Linked DNA regions of Mus musculus: regions 2 and 3 are each linked to region 1. A link is a contact called in public Hi-C data. All regions are on one chromosome and are shown on one strand. Each heading gives the region's core, a stretch centred on a gene start, on an enhancer-like site or on the middle of the called end of the contact. The rest is flanking DNA. Distances are from core to core; before and after follow the strand shown. Region 1 has its middle 17 kb from the start of Gm41393. Region 2 has its middle 42 kb from the start of Rpap3. Region 3 has its middle 13 kb from the start of Gm41394.

Evidence for each region. A called contact is a pair of places that touch in the nucleus more often than the background predicts.
Region 2: a Hi-C map of CD8 T cells shows a contact between it and region 1, with 4 times the contacts expected there. The contact joins two enhancer-like sites. A contact is called at or near these places in 1 of 15 datasets of contacts at CTCF or cohesin (the NIH/3T3 cell line), 5 of 484 Hi-C or Micro-C datasets (B cells, CD8 T cells, cerebral cortex and 2 more) and 2 of 115 datasets of contacts at active chromatin or transcription factors (both in embryonic stem cells).
Region 3: a Hi-C map of embryonic stem cells shows a contact between it and region 1, with 2.0 times the contacts expected there. The contact joins two enhancer-like sites. A contact is called at or near these places in 1 of 484 Hi-C or Micro-C datasets (embryonic stem cells), 6 of 115 datasets of contacts at active chromatin or transcription factors (cardiomyocytes, embryonic forebrain, embryonic stem cells and 1 more) and 1 of 9 other capture datasets (embryonic stem cells).

The regions. Positions count from the first base shown.
Region 1 is chr15:97,423,161-97,425,845 of GRCm38.p6, forward strand. No RefSeq gene overlaps it. Among named protein-coding and RNA genes, the nearest start is that of Gm41393, 17 kb to the left of the region's middle. Within about 2 kb of position 1,376, at least 49 of the 459 cell types and tissues checked have an H3K27ac peak or open chromatin away from gene starts, as enhancers often do. A contact at or near this core is called in B cells, CD8 T cells and embryonic stem cells, where this site is marked.
Region 2 is chr15:97,662,550-97,665,234 of GRCm38.p6, forward strand. No RefSeq gene overlaps it. Among named protein-coding and RNA genes, the nearest start is that of Rpap3, 42 kb to the right of the region's middle. Within about 2 kb of position 1,327, at least 173 of the 459 cell types and tissues checked have an H3K27ac peak or open chromatin away from gene starts, as enhancers often do. A contact at or near this core is called in B cells and CD8 T cells, where this site is marked.
Region 3 is chr15:97,605,622-97,608,306 of GRCm38.p6, forward strand. No RefSeq gene overlaps it. Among named protein-coding and RNA genes, the nearest start is that of Gm41394, 13 kb to the right of the region's middle. Within about 2 kb of position 1,365, at least 125 of the 459 cell types and tissues checked have an H3K27ac peak or open chromatin away from gene starts, as enhancers often do. A contact at or near this core is called in embryonic stem cells, where this site is marked.

The sequences.
Region 1 (2,685 bases), core at 126-2,625:
TTGCCACCCCCATCCTCAAAACCTCCCCCATCCTCAGAAAGCTCTGAGAGACCTATTTCTGCCACAGAGACTGTGAGATTCCTCCCTTCGGGGTCTGAACTCTCCTCAGAGCCTGCTCCCTATCCCCCCTCAACCCAGTACTCCTGCCTTTCTGTCTAAGCATTAATAGCCGTAGGAGGATGGTCTGGTGTAGCTTGTATTTGAATGCTAAATTCCATACCCCAAGATCTGATTGTGGATTGTCATGTCTAACCAGCCTTTTTTTGTGTGTGTGAACCTTGCTCCGCAAGTTAACTGGTCAATAAAAGGCTAAAGCCTGTGATTAGGCAATGACAGGCAGGTTTTCCGTTGGGTCTCAGGTAGAGAGGGAGAAAGTAGAAAGGACATGGAGAGAGGCAGAAGCTGCCATGAGAGGAGACACGGACCGTGAGCACGTGGCCAGGAGAAACAGCAAGCAACAAGGGACACATGGCCAGGATGTGAGTTAGAAAAGCTCCAAAACCTGCCCAATCTAAGCGGACAGCTTGTAAAGAAAACACCTGGATTGTGTGTCTTTTCTATGGGCTAGCTAGAATTTCTAATTCATTTTACAAATAGCTCTTCCAATAATCTGTACTCCCAGTCAGCCATTTAGCTGACTGTTGAACTAACCCCCTTTAAGCACAACAAGGTGAGCCTTTTCTGTCCCAAGCCATGGTGGACCAGATCTTTTTTTTTTTTTTTTTTTTTTTTAGAGCATTTCATTCCATGATCCCCACAAAAAAGAAGGGGGGCTTTCAAAGTCACACTATAAGATACTATAATGACACTGAAGTTTGTTGTTTGGTTTTGTTTGTGACAGGCTTTTTCTGTGCAGCGCTGGCTGTCCTGGAACCCACTCTGTAGACCAGGCTGGCCTTAAACTCGAAGAGATCTGCCTGCCTCTGCCTCCCAAGTGCTTGGATTTAATGTGTGTGCTACCAATGCCCGACACGATGTTGAGTTTTATGTTAAGGGTACAGATTCTTCATTGATGTACATGAGTAGGTGAATGCCCTGGTACTGTAGTTTCTGATAGAGTGGGATCAATCTATGCAGAATCAAGGATGTCTAACCACAAAGGAAAATTCTGACCACTAAGAAACACAGATGCCAAGACAACAGAACAGTACAGTTCTCCTGGGCTACCTCACATAAAACTCCTTGCCAGGGGCCAAGGTAGTCTCCCTTCTGGAGTAGATGAAGGCTTTCTTCTATGCCATGCTTACAATGATTTTGCAGGAATTAGCTGTATCTGCGGCAAGAATACACAAAAGAGCAACAGTGAGTTGTGTGCATGCTTCAGTACAGTTTCCGGGAAGCCAAATGAAGCCTGTGGTCGCCAGCTTCCTCTGTTTTCCTCCAAGCTCCGCCCTTCTCCTTGTCTGTGAAGCTTGGCTCTCTGAACGCTGCTGTCAGGCCTTGTATTTCTCGTCCCTGGTGTCTCCCAACTTTGCCATTTTAACTGTATTGTTGTTTTCACTGTGACATCAGGGAACCAAGGAAGAGCAAGACCAAGACTGGAGCAGGTCAGAGCCTCCGGAGCCTGGAGTGATGGGGGATTAGATGCTAAGCCATTTGACCTTGGGACTATGTTTCCCTCCGTGTGTTTGCTCCCCTACAATGTCTGGTCCACTTCCCTCGGTCTCTTGTTTAGCACCGGCCTGTCTGTGTATGCCGCTCCCTCAACGTCGAGTTTGTCAAGGCGTTTCTTCAATGCCCCCTTCTCGGTGCGTATTTTTAACAGCCGTCCCTACTAAGTTCCCCATCTGCTCTGTGATTCTTATCTCTAATTCCCTCTGGGCACCATAACCATATCTACAAAGGCTTTTTCTACCAGAGTGCTTCAGAAGGTGCCAGCCAGCCAGCCAGCAGACATTTGTTACCCTTGACTTAAGGAGTCCAGCCAGGGCGAGTCACTGGGAGAGCTGTTGTGTATCTGTTTCCTTTCGGAGTGTCTAAGGCTTGATTTGGCAGCAGTTGGTGATGTTGAGAACAGTTAATGGCAGTGAAAAGAAATCTATAGGGATGGAGTCTGCTGCACAAAGTGAGGTCGATGCAAGGTGCCTGTTGAGGGTTTGGTCCTGTTGCTATGCACTGTGATGCTAAATATCAGCCCACAAGATCTAGTTGCTTCACAGACAAGGAGATCCTCATGTATACCAAATGATGCTATGTGACTTTCCTCCTTAATTTAGAACTATCAGGGCTCTCCAGAGATGGCTCAGTGGTTAAGAGCACTGACTGCTCTTCCCAGAAGTCCTGAGTTCAAATCCCACCAACCACATGGTGGCTCACAACCATCCCTCTTCTGGTGTGTCTGAAGACAGCTACAGTATAACAAATAAGTAAATCTTTTTTAAAAATTAGAACTGCCTGGCGTGGTGGCACATGCCTTTAATCCCAGCACTCGGGAGGCAGAGGCAGGTAGATTTCTGAGTTCGAGGCCAGCCTGGTCTACAAAGTGAGTTCCAGGACAGCCAGAGCTATACAGAGAAACCCTGTCTCGAAAAACAAAAACAAACACACACACAAAAATTAGAACTATCAGTTGAATAAAGATGCCTACAGCCTGTAGCTGGGCGGAGACAGGTAGATGGGATTCCCGGGCTTGGGGATCTGAGGCAGGGACTATGAGGAGGGGAGGAGAGTTAAGAGAGAGGAGAA
Region 2 (2,685 bases), core at 77-2,576, 240 kb after region 1:
CACATACATATACACGCATACACACATACATACACACACATGCATGCATGCATACACACATACATATACACGCACACACACATATATACATACATGCATACACACATACATACATGCATACACACATACATATACACGCATACACACATATATACATACATGCATACACACATGCATACATACATGCATACACACATACATATACACGCATACACACATACATACACACACATGCATGCATGCATACACACATACATATACACGCATACACACATACATACACACACATGCATGCATACACACATACATATACACACATACACACATACATATACATGCATACGCACATACATACATGCATGCATACACACATATATACATGCATACACACATACATACATACACACATACATACACACATACACACATACACACATGCATACATGCATATATACATACACATACATACATACATACATAGAGGCAAAACTCTCATATACAAAAATTTTAATTAATATTTAAAATTTTTTAAAAAGATGTTATATTTTATTAAAAGTGCAATGACATACCACTTACAGATTCTTTTATTTTCTCTTTTTTGCTATGTATTTTTTGAAAGGGTTTCTCTGTGTAATCCTGGCTGTTCTGGAACTCCCTCTAGACCAGGCTAGCCTCGCACTCAGAGATCTGCCTGCCTCTGCCTCCTGAGTGCTGGGACTAAAAAGGCCCTGTGCCACCACACGCACCTAACTTTCCAACTCTTAATCCAGCAGTGGCAAGAACTGACTTGTGCTTTTAGAAGTTTGGTGGCTGACGTGGGTAAAAAGATGCTTGCCATGAAGATAAACTGAGTTCTTTCTGTCCCTAGATGTGGGGCACCAACTCCATGGAGTTATCCTATAACCACACCTGTCATTCTCTCTCTCTCTCTCTCTCTCTCTCTCTCTCTCTCTCTCTCTCTCTCACGTATACATTAATAATAAACATTTTTACTTTTACCTTTGCGATAGAGAACGGCTTATAGGGACTAGAAGCAAAGAGAACAAATAGCAGACTAGGGAGATGTTGACTGTAGACTTTACCTCGTTGGTACAGCAAAGGGCTGGGAACTAAGTGAGCTTCAGAGAGGGAACTATGAGGACTTGGGAGAGGGGTGGCCTGGGGGCTATTGCACCAAGGACGGGGATGACTATCTCTAGATCTCTACCCATTCAGGCTGAAAACCACAGGTGGGGAAGTCCTGGAAGATTCAGTGTCTGGTGAGAGCCTGTTTCCTCACATGGTGCCTTCTTACTGCCCCCTTGTGGTACAGAAGGAGCAAGGCAGCTCTCAAGGGCTCCGTCTTTCTGTATTTTCGCCTTCCTAGTTGCTGTGATGCTACCCGGCAGAAGCAATTTAGAGAAGGAAGGATTTCTCTCGCGAGGACACTGCCCACTGTGGCAGCGTTCACAGCCTGGCAGCGGGAGCCTCGGGCAGATGCGTGCTCCATGGCGTCAGCCAGGAACAGCTGGCTGATAACCCTCAAGACCTTTCGCCTGTCAGCTAGGTGCAGCGTCCAGATTACACAGCCTCCCGAAACAGCGCCACCAGATGGAGACCAAATGTCCCGAAACACGAGCTTGCAGGAGATGTTTCACATTCAAACTGTAACATTTCCCAGAGCCAGCCTTCGAGACTCCACAGAATCGTGTAGAAGGGACCCAAACAATAATCTGTTAAAGATAGATTACCATGCACTAAATCTCACCCAGAAGCTTCTGCCCCTTGCTGCCCCCTTGTGGGCACAGGGATGTTGGGCAAGGAGGTCTTAATCTCACACCAGAAATTTCCGGGTGAGATTAAGAATTAAGTACAGAAGATATTTTTAAAATGATTAAAAGCCAGTGCAGTTTTGCATATTTCCACTGCTAATTACAACTGAAAGGACGTCGTGTACAGATCATTCTAAAAGACAATTCTAAACGCCTGGTGCAATGGCTTACACCTTTAGTTCCAGTACTCGGGAGGCAGAGGCAGGCAGATCACTTAGTTGGAGGCCAACCTGGTCTACAGAAGGAGTTCCAGAATAGCCTCGGCTACATAATGAGACCCTGTCTCAAAAGAAGGAGGAGGAGCAGGAGGAAGAAGAGGAAGAAGAGGGGGACAAGGATGAGTGGGAGGAAAAAAGCTGCTAGTAAAGTAGAGAAAAGAAGAAAGACTGTAGCTGGGCAGTGGTGGCACACGCCTTTAATCCCAGCACTTGGGAGGCAGAGGCAGGCAGATTTCTGAGTTCAAGGCCAGCCTGGTCTACACAGCCAGGCCTATTCAGAGAAACCCTGTCTCAAAAAAACAAAACAAACAACAACAACAACAAAAAACCAAAAAAACAAACCAAACAAACAAAAGCAGACAGACTGTCCGGGGACCTTGGGATATGAGGAATACAGTGTGAATTCCCCGAGCTTAGTGTTTTTCTCACATACCAAACAGCTACAAAGGCCGCCAGCAAACTAGAAACACCAATTGTGTGCATTGCAAGAAAGCTCCTAGGATCACCCATAGGGGACCAGCAAGAGCTTTTTCTCATTAGCCACCGCGGTGCAAAGGGTGGCGCTGACATTTTTCCCCCCAGCATTGAAAAGGAAGGCTGTCAGTCAAGAACTCTGGATCCAGTCAAAACATAATTCTTTCGACGCAGTTTTGGTT
Region 3 (2,685 bases), core at 115-2,614, 180 kb after region 1:
GAACTCGAGTGGCATGGGCACCATTCGGTCCATATATTACTATATAATCCCGTTTTACAACTGAGGAAATAAGTCTAGAAGAATTGTTGGGTAGCTCTTTAAGATTACCAGAAGAGAGGGGGGGGGATAAGCGAGGGCAATTAGGAGTCAAATATGAGCAAAACATCCTAACGAAACCCATTATTTTGAATACTAACTATAAAATAGTAAGGTATGCCTCTAGGTCAGGTGGGCTCGGAGTCCTTCAAAAGCACCGTATGTTCACATAAGACCTTTTCCCTAACCCCGTCCCCCACCCCCAGGCTCCTGCACCTAGAAGCACCACATGACCTTTTAGCAAGTCTCAACTCCCCCGTTGTGGGCATCTGCCTGTGATTGCGCTAGATAGCGCACCACCAGACTGTGGTGTTCAACCCAGGGCTTAGTACTTGATGAATATTGAAATAAATCTTGTACCTCAAAAAGAACCATGACCTTGCCCAGCCAAATGGTGTACAAAATTGTAATATTGAATATCCTAGTACAGCATTTTTTTGTGTAAGAATCCTATGGGGAGGGAGATGGCTCAAAAGTACCCACTGTGTCGACGTTAGGGCCTAAATTCATATCCCCATCACATGTGGTGTCTTGCCCAGTAATGGGAGTGGGCATGGAGCTCACTGGGCAGCCAACCTAGCCAATTAGTTAACTCTGGTTCAGTGAGAGAGACTGTCTCAAAAACTAAGGTGAAGAGTAATTGAGAAAGACATCCTGATTAGAGCTCTAGCCATGTGTGTGCGCATGCACATGTACCCCCATGTACACATTTACACTCCCACGGGAACACAAACATGCTCACATCTCACACATATGTATACGCATATAGGAGAAAAAATAGTGTTTGAGATGCATGTCTTTCTTATTAACGGAAGCTTTGTTTGGGGGAGGGAGGCATTTCTGTTGTTCAGGCCTCAGCGGAAGAGATTTCCTTAGGGGTGGGGTGGAAAATTAGGAGCGATGATCCTCTAACCTGTGCTGAGGACAGGTCGGATTAGGAAGGGTAGATACATCAAAAGACCAGAGGATCCTTTCCTCTGGTCAGATTTTCTGAAGAGCAGTGCGGGTTGCCATAGCAACGGCAGCACTTTGTAGTCCCGCCCCTCCTCGCTTCCTACCTGCTGGTGTGGAAGGGCTGGAAGCGCCAGCCTTCCGCCGCAGTAGGGAGTCCTCCTCCAGGCTCTTGAGAGCCAGAGGTAGGGGAAGACTCACGCGAGACAACCGGGGAGAGACGACGGGGGTTGAACCAGCCAGGGGCTGAAGGAAAGAAGCTTAGGGGATGGGGAGGGACCTCCCCTGCCAGGAGGTGAAGGCTAAAGCGTGGGCAGGAGTGACAAAGGCATAAAGGAGGAAGCTGCCACCGTTGGCAAATAATCACAGCTGGGCCAGCAGTTCTCAGAGCTGATTATTCTGTGATCCCCGGCTTAATTGATTTTACACAACCTCCTGACTGCGCAATTGGGAGCCTCCAAACAAGAAAGGCAGTTTTCAAAGGACAGCTGCTTGCTCGAGTGGACACCCCACACAGAATTGTTTACTGGAGCTTCTAATGACTTCTTCTTCTCAACCGAGCCAGAAAATATCTTCCTAAAGACGAAGCGGGAAGGATGCCAGGGCTGTGGGTATTGCTACAGTGCGTAATGATCAGTCTTCCTAATCAAATCAGTGACTTTACTGCGAGAGTGCCCGTTTCTGCCCTAACAATATGATACGGGATTGCTAAACTAACAGCCATTACTGTTTTCTAGACTCTTCTCTCCGTTTATTCTAAGTCAGACATAATTCTACTTGGTGGTAATTTTTGCAAGATTCAAAGAGAGTAGAGGACTAGGGTTGATCATAAATTATATTGACACCATTGATGAAGACGTTAGGAAATCATGGAGTCAGAAAAAAAAATACTCAGGCTTATCGGGGTTTTCTTTTAGGGGAAAATGACCAACTCTATCAAAATCACAGAGAAAATTTATCCAAACAATACCCAGAGTCAATCACGGTCCATTGAAAAACAAACGGGAGAAATGTACAATTCTGCAGCCACTCCCAGCCAGTGCAGCCCCTCATTAACAGCAACAAGACAGTTAATTTACTTAGCAACCCGCCGCTGGCTTTCAGCCGTTGTCTTCCTCACATCTGCTGCTCCAGCATGATGCATTTAATAAATATGTTTATAAGCCAGCCATTTATTTCTGGCACCGTTTTTGCCCTTTTCTACACCAAACTTCATTCATGGGGAGGAGACGTGTTAATTGTCCCATCCGTACGTGACCTTTCGTACTATGCTGCTAGGAGATCCTCCAGAGCCTAACACTGAGCACAGTGTGAGCCGCCAAGCCCGGCAGAAGCTGGAGACAACATCTTTGTGTCATAGTCAGCAGTGAAACATCAGGCCAAGGGAATACAAACTCTGGGACGGAGCAGGAGTACCCAGGAAGTCTCAGCTCACGCTTCTCCTGACTCTAGATGGCAAAGTGTAGCGGTGCAGAGTAATGCTACATATTAAGGGGGACAGTTAAATAGAGTTCACTGCATTTGGGTTTATGAAAATGGCCCGAGACAAGGCAGGTAGCCTGTGATGCCACCTAGTTACCAAACAATCAGGGATTATTTGATTATCTTCAAAGAGATCCATTCTCCAAAATTTGCATG